Regions from separate parts of the Podarcis muralis genome. Here region 1 is linked to region 2. The links are chromatin contacts, called in public Hi-C maps. All regions are on one chromosome and are shown on one strand. The core of a region is the stretch at or near the end of the contact, and the rest is flanking DNA. Distances in the headings are between cores, read along the strand shown. Region 1 holds the start of ACADSB (acyl-CoA dehydrogenase short/branched chain). Region 2 holds the start of ATE1 (arginyltransferase 1).

The links. A called contact is a pair of places that touch in the nucleus more often than the background predicts.
Region 1: a Hi-C map of blood shows a contact between it and region 2, with 4 times the contacts expected there. The contact joins the promoter of ACADSB here to the promoter of ATE1 in region 2. A contact is called at or near these places in 2 of 3 Hi-C or Micro-C datasets (blood and tail).

The regions. Positions count from the first base shown.
Region 1 is chr6:54,908,855-54,912,805 of rPodMur119.hap1.1, reverse strand. It overlaps ACADSB (acyl-CoA dehydrogenase short/branched chain), which reads right to left and starts at 1,673. Exons shown (of 11, transcript XM_028730018.2): 1 at 1,347-1,673. The coding sequence starts at 1,391. IKZF5 (IKAROS family zinc finger 5) reads left to right here and starts at 1,815. Exons shown (of 5, transcript XM_077930334.1): 1 at 1,815-1,969.
Region 2 is chr6:54,249,000-54,252,689 of rPodMur119.hap1.1, reverse strand. It overlaps ATE1 (arginyltransferase 1), which reads left to right and starts at 1,807. Exons shown (of 12, transcript XM_028730063.2): 1 at 1,807-2,131. The coding sequence starts at 2,047. NSMCE4A (NSE4A component of SMC5/6 complex) reads left to right here. Exons shown (of 11, transcript XM_028730065.2): 11 at 1-169.

The DNA.
Region 1 (3,951 bases), core at 424-2,923, 660 kb before region 2:
TGTTGTTAGGTCCTATGCAGATTTAAACACATTGGATACATTTAGATTCAATGCAAATGGTTTGTTTAGTTTAACTGTGGCTTGCTTATAAATGCAAACCTGTTTCGGTGGGCTTAGATATGGGCTAAGTACACAGGATTGGGTTTTAATTTGCAAGTCAACCCACCTTCACATTAAACAAATTCTTGCTGACCAAGATTGCTCTCACTTTATAAAAAGAGGCAACTCCCTGCAATGCTCTCTTCCCCTATAAAATTTACAATGGGCAATATACAGGAACATTTGCAAATAACTCCTGAATTATGTAGAAAGTTCACACTCTAGGGTTAGGCCCTTGAAAGGGGTTGGCACACATAAAATAAGTATACTGAAGTATTCTACAGCTCTTTTCAAAAATACTGAAATATGGGCTACCAAGTTCTCTTGTTCATTCCTACAATAAAGGACCTACATGAATGAAGTTTTATTTCCTAAGTCAATATTGAACAGCTAGTAGTGCTGGACTTAGTAGCTTTATAGTAGTTCCCTCTTTAGTTGGCAATGTGTATTACTTTTCTTCAGAAGGTGGTAAGCCAGGCTTGATGCACCTACTAAGGGGGCCATCCTGCTTATTCTACACTTCTATCTCATAGTGTTGCCCTGGTGATCACTGAAAGGACCATGCTTACACCTAGCTTTGCAGCAGAGTTATATGCATTTTCATTCAGAAGTCAGTGTTCAGTGGAGCTGACACCTTGATGTTTAGAACTGTTGCGTTAGGCTTATTATTATTACTGGCACATCTTAACAAAGGGTATGCAAATTTAGCCTACTCCACAGAGTGAAAAGGGGTGTGGGATGAAGGAGAGATCATCTCATGGCTCCCCTGCGCACAAACACACCCTTTATCCATTTCTAAAGAGAGAGTGAGAGGTGCCAGAACTCAGCAGCATCTGGAAATCACGTTCTCCGATCTGGCAACTGTGCATGGAGACCGTATGCACCCACGCCCTCTTGTCCAAGTACAGTTTAACCACCTTTTCCCGTGCATCCTCCTGAAATTCAACAAGGGAACCTTTCTCCGCGGCTAGATCTGTGCTTGGACACAGCTCACCTGTACAGGTCAGGTTTACAAAGGACTCTCCCTCTTACCAGGGGCCAGACTACCTTGCACATCTGGACTACGCTCCTCTACTCGCACTGGCTTCCCGACTCATTTTGACTCAAGATGCCGGGATTCTAACCTGCGACCATCTGCTTGCAAAGCAGCCGATCGACCAGCCCACCTGCAGCCTCCACCTGCCACCTGCGTCCTGGATCTGAAAACAGCCCGAGCTGAGCTCCTGGAAAACAACGGCGACATTTACCTTCCCGCAGCGCCTGAGCGAAGACAGAGCCCCTGCCGCCGCCATCCCTTCTGCCGCCGCAGCTTCTCTCCCCGAAGGCCGAGCGGACACCGAACTTGCTGGAGGAACCCAAAGAGGGATCTTCTGCGCACCTTTACGGAAAGCCTGCCGCGCAACGCACTTCTGGTTCCCAATGGAACCCTCCTCCTGAGGGGCGGGAGTGTTTAGAAGCGGAACGACTCTCGTTCCCCAACTCCCCGCTCCCGATAAGGAGCAGCGTCGCTTTGATTTTTACAGGCGTTTGCGCATCCCCTTCGTTCTCGCCCCCGCACATTAAAGGCGGGAGCCCGACGGTATGCGACTGGATACCGGAAGTTCTACAGAACTCAAGAGGAAAATAAAAACAAGCAAACCACCCGCTTTGGAGAAAGAGAGAGCGAGAGCGCGCGGCTTCCCACGCCTCTCTTTGAGAACGGCGCGCGCCGGCCGCGCCTGTTGGCGGAGCTGGCGGAGCTCTCGCGGGATTTCGAAAGGGGGAAGGACGCGGGTTACGCCTGGGCTCCGGGAGACACAACAAACATGGAGGCGGCGGCAGCGGTGACGGCGGGAGTCGGGTCCACCTGCGGCTGGCAAGTGCGGCGGAGGTGAGGCGGCGGCGGCGGGGCAAGCAGCGTCCGGGGGGCTCCCTCTGCCTGGGCGGAGCAGGAGGAGACCTCGTCGTGCTCCTTCCCCGCTGGCGCCGCGCTCTGCCTGCCTGCCTGCCGAAGTTGGGAGCGCAGGAGGAGTGGCGCCGGCGAAGCCCACTTCGCCGAGGGTCGGTCGGGGAGGCAGCATGTCGGGAGCGGCGCTCCGGTGCGGTCGGGGAAAAGGCTGCGTGCTGCCCAGGAGGTGGGTCCGGTGGGCAGTGGGAAGCTGCCCCCCAGCAGCCCCCAAAAGGGGCTTGGAGTTTGGCTCTCTGTCAGGGTCGCGGGAGGAGAGGTGGCCGCAGGCAGCCTGCGCTTTGCCCGGGAGTCGCTGGCAGCAATTCTTGCCCTAAGGAAAGCAAGAAGAAGAAGAAGAAGATGCCCGGGCTCCTCATGCATCCTACAGTTGTGCAGAAGAGGGGGTTTTCCCCAGCAGGTGCCGCTTGCATGACAAGCTGGCTCTGTGCACATCTCCACCTCTGCGCAACTATTAAGGGGCGGCTGGAACAGGAACACCCAGTCCGGCCTTTCCCCTCCTGGCCGCCCTTGCCCAGCGAAGGAGGATGAAATTGCCTCTTCCCCACACAGCTGTTAAGAGGGGCACACCTCTCCTGCGTTGCATCTCACCACCCTGGCGACCGGCCGTCAGTGTTTCCCAACCTTGTGCCTCCAGCTGTTTTTGGCCTACAATTCCCATCATCCCTTGCCACTGGTCTTGCTAGTCAGGGATGATGGGAGTTGTAGTTCAAAAACAGCTGGAGGCACAAGGTTGGGAAAGAAACAGTGCACACTTGGAAGGGGGGGGGGTGTCCAGAGGCAAAAAGTGGCTCACTGGATTGTTATGGAGCTGACAGCTCTTTTTATCCTAAAACTTACATCCTCGAAGGATGCTAGCTGCTACTGTTGGGTGCTCCTTTAGCACTACCCGAGCCGCCCAGGGTCTAGAAGTGACACTGTTTTGCTTTGTGATCACTCAATAAGCGACACCGAGTGGGAGATGTCTGACTTGAACTGCTTGGAGATGAGAGTAGGTAGTGGAAGGGGAAAGCTGCAAGTTGGGAGGTCTTTGCATGGGATTGAAGAGATGGAGGGCCGGGAGGGTGGTGTGCCATAGGCTGTGTGCATGGAGTTCTGTGGAATGAAAAATCTGAGTTCTATTCCAACTGCCTTCCAAACATGAGTTCCCTCTTACCGTCTCCTTGGTTTAATTCTTTAGAGTAATTATATGAGCCATAATGTTTAGGATTAAATTGGCAAAGTAACTGGGAGCAAGTGTTAAGAGATGAGAAGATGAAGTGGTATCTTCCAACAAGATTGGATCATACTGTATTTGTATCGTGGTACTCTAGGCCGCTGATTTGCAGCATTGGACAAGGTTGCTGAGAGTTCTTCAGCTCTGCATCCCTTCAAGCCTCGCTGCTCTGATCTGCAAGGATGGGGAGATGGGTTAAGTGTTGCCAGAAAGGGCAAAAGTGACAATATACTGGATGGAAATTATTGCTCCCACAGTGCGGTTAATACAGTATAGCTTTGCTGCTGGTGAAAGAGCAAGCTCTGTAAAGTTACTTCCTGCATTTTCAAGTTCTTCCTATGGTTTGTGTCACCTTTGGCTATATATAATATGTTCTCCAGTGCCAGTGGGAGCAGAGGTACAGTGAAACATTTTAGCTGAATAATATGGCTAAGTCTCCTGTAGAGTATGTAGCCAGCTCATTTTTGCTGTTGCCTTCGGGGTGAAAGTTGGCAAGTGAGAATAAGACAACAAATGCATGGTCATTCAAGGCTTTCTGGTGGCTGAAATGTTGATCTTCCTCCTTATAGCACTCATGTTCTGCCTCTTGCACATTTTAATGTATAGATTTTGCATACAGGTTTTGTCATGTTAACTTTTATGTTTGGCAAAAATCAATCTCTCTTTTGGACAATGTGGAACTGTGAAAATG
Region 2 (3,690 bases), core at 558-3,057:
AGATTTGAATTTATACAATATTTTTCTACAAACTGTGCTGAAAACAGTAAGATACAAAATCCATAACAATTCATTCAGAACACAGAAATAGATTGGCAAGCATTGTTTATAAATTGTACGGTTCAGTTTCCTTATGTTAAGAATATTCAATAAAACCACAAATGCTGTATCTCTTCTAGTTACGTGTGTGTGATTTTTCTAGTTATATCAGTTGCCAGCTGCTAACTCTCATGCTGGTGAGGTGATAGTAATGTTAATTGTAACCTAGCTTTAATATCAACATTATAATAGGTATATAGGCCAATGTACCAAGTAGCAACTTGTGTTCGTGAATATGAAAGGATAGTCATCTCTAACCATTAGCCTGTGGTAGGAGAATTATATAACTTCTGTGGATTTCTCTGTGCAGGAGCTTAGTAAAATTCTTACTTAGTTCGTTGCATGTGTAGTTGGCTAGGGGGAACTTAATATTGGCCTAATATGAGCCCCTCTGTCACCAGCCTCCATAATATGGACTTAATCACTTATGTGCATACATCTAACCCATATCCTGTAGTAGGGTCATATCAATTTATTTCTCATGCCCACCCAATCTGGAAACCTGCAGGACAATTAAGACTGAAATCTAAGGTGAAGTGAAGACTGTCTCATCCAGTGCCCTGCCAGGCTCATGCCTACAGGGCAGAACAGTGCTGCTCTCCTCTAGGCCTTTTTCATTATTATTGTTTTTTAATTACTATTGTTTTTTTGTTTGCTTTACTCCCTTTGACAAATAATCTCCAACCCTGGCATAGTCTCTTTTCCCACCCCCCAGTTTGGGGAACTAGTAGGGAATTGGGAAAGCTCCATTGCTACTGCACTTCTTCATATCAGGACTGTGGGGACATTTCTGTGGCGGCTGGAATAGAGACCCTTGAGTTCAGATTTATGTGGCCTGAGAGAGAAATCAGATGGTGCTTATGGCCCTTGGAATGTCATCCTAGGAACTAGAGAACTGAAGGATGAATGTATTTGTTTGAATCTATATCTTTCTGCACTCAAGAAGAGCAGAGTTTGAAGGAACTATCCTTCCTTCTAGTGTGATGGTGGAAATTAGTACAATATTAAAATACTGGATTGTATTGTTTAAACAGCTGCCGTTGTTACCAGCAAAGGATGGTCTGAAGGCAGAATAAATGCTGATCTGGTCCTTATTCTTCCATTAAGTGTTTAGGTTGGCAAGTGTTATTGGCTATAGTTGCATAAATGGCTCAACTTTAAGCTTCTAGTTTTCTTTTCCCTCTGGTGTGGTAGTGGCAGGTGCCTATAGCAGTCAGAGACTTTCATGTAAGTGATTGGTGTACCAGCAGTTCTTCCCAGAAACAAAAGGAAGAAGGCACATGTTCTCTCAGGTTTCGTGTGCGAAAAATTAATATAAAAATATTGTTAAATGTGTAAGAGCAAGCTATTTCTCATTCTGCCCCTTGTCAGCATGCACTTCCACATGCTAGTGAGCTGGATTTAGGCTAGGAGAGGAGTTTGGGAGAGATAATTTCGTTAAATTGCAGCAAATCTAGCGTTTTCCACACTGACTTCTGGTTACGAGAAGCGGGTGGCCACCCTACTTGCGCCCTCCAGATGTTGCTAAACTCCCAACTCCCTTTAGCCGCTGCAGCCAGTGGTCAGGGATAATGGGAGACGGAAGTCCCAACAACATTTAGAGGGCCACTTGTTGCACATCCCTGTGTTAGCAGTCGGCTGTTGAAAGCTGGGGCTCTGAAAAGGGACATTCGAGTGTAAGCGCGGCTGTTTCCTACCCAGAAAGCAAGAGGCACGTGCTTTGAGGTGGGGAGAGAGCGCTCCTGTTTAGCAGGCGATGGCGCTCCTAGAGCCGCATCCTCGGGAACTGAAGCTTATTATTTCGGGTGGGTGGAACAGGTGAAGGGCAAGGGAGGGGGAGAAGCTTGCCAAAACGATCGCAAGGTGGAGCAGGTGGCTCAAGGTGCTCCAATCCCCCCTCCTCTGCCAACGAGGCATCGTAGCGCGAGCAGGGACCGGCTGGGCATCATGGACTCCGTCGTGGCCTACGAAGGGACGAGAGAGGGCTACCGGTGCGGCTACTGTCACTCTGCCGGGGGGAAAGCAAGCCACGGTAAGAGCTGGAGGGTGGAAGAATAACTTCAGGAAGGCCCTAACTAAGGCGGGGGGGGGGGAGCGGGGAAGGCAGGCGCCGATGTGCCTGCAGAGGAAATCCCCGACTACGTAACGACGGCTTCCCGCAGCACACCTGTCGCGGGTGCATTTTTCTCTCCGCCGCTTGTTACTTAACGCCCTTCCCTCAGTAAAGATGGCGGAACTGGCACGCCCTGTCCGTTGCTTTTACGGAGCCCCCCCTGTGCTCTTGCCCTTCGGAAGAAGGGGCCGCCGATTGCCCCGCTCTCCGCCTGGGAGTTAATGGCGGCATTCGTGTTGAGACTTTTCGTGGCCTCGCTGCTGCCGGCCGCCTTCCTCCCGAGAGCCAGGGAGTGCCACGCAGCCCTTGCATTTGCTCCCCCCCCCCCGTTAGCAGCCTCCCAGCCGAGGAGCAACAGTAGCCCAAGTGAAAACGCGAGAAGATAAGGGCAAGGGCTATAGAAGTTCTCCTTCGTCCTTTCAGCTTTGAAACAAGGCTCCTGGCTCCAAAAAAAAAAGTTGGTTTTTTAAGACAGAACTTCGGAGCTTTTGAAGGGGGAAACGTAGTTGGGCGAGGAGGAAATTAAGAGAAATTAAGCCCGCGAAAAGGAGGCGTTTAGAGCTCTAGTCTAGCCTAATACCCGTTTGCTCAGAAGTAAGGCTCTTGCAAATGAGTAAACCCCACTGAGCACACCGTTTAGTCCTGCACAAACAGTGGGATTTACACCAAAATAAACTTGTGCAAAAGTGAAGCTCGGCTGAGCTCAGTGCGACTTGCTTCTGATGAACCTGCATAGTTGTTTTGTCGTCTATGAGTTTCGTGCGACGTTTTAAAATGTCAGAAAGCCGTAAAAAATTGGAAACCTGAGCACTCTAGTCCTCCCTCCTCAGTATGGCAGTCTCTGCTTAAAAGTGAGTCCCACTGAGTGGGTAGAGAGGGCTGCAGCTTCAGTAATGTTTATCCTACTGACATAATTTAAAGCAGTAGTTTGCTCATTAATCAGATTGTATGAGAAGGACAGGGAAAAATAGGCTAGGCAATTAGACAAAACGGAAGGGAAGGGTATACTTGGCCCCGGAGCTGTGGAGCAGATGTTATAATTATTTTGATAGTTTATATGTTACTTCCCCCATGCCTGGAGTGACTTCAAAGGGAAATAAAGCTGTCATCCTATGCTGCTTTACCTGGGGAATCTCATTCTACACAATGGGATTGATGCCCAAATAAACAAGCACAGTTTGCAAGATGTATGCACGATTCAGACACAACTGTCAGAACTGAGAATTCACTGGCTGCATTAGCGACACAGTATTGGGCTATTTCTGGGGAAATTTACAATGCCTTTCAAAGCTGCATAGCAGGCAGCAATGGGAACAAAACAGGTGAAAGGTTCTCCCATCATTTCATCTCCATCTGTTGAATTTCTGTTTGCCACGATGGTTTTAAAGACAAATAAAACCCCCAAAACCGTGCCAGAAAAAGAAACGATATCTATGTCTAAAGGGTTTTTTTTAAGGCAGAGAACACGATAGACTTAA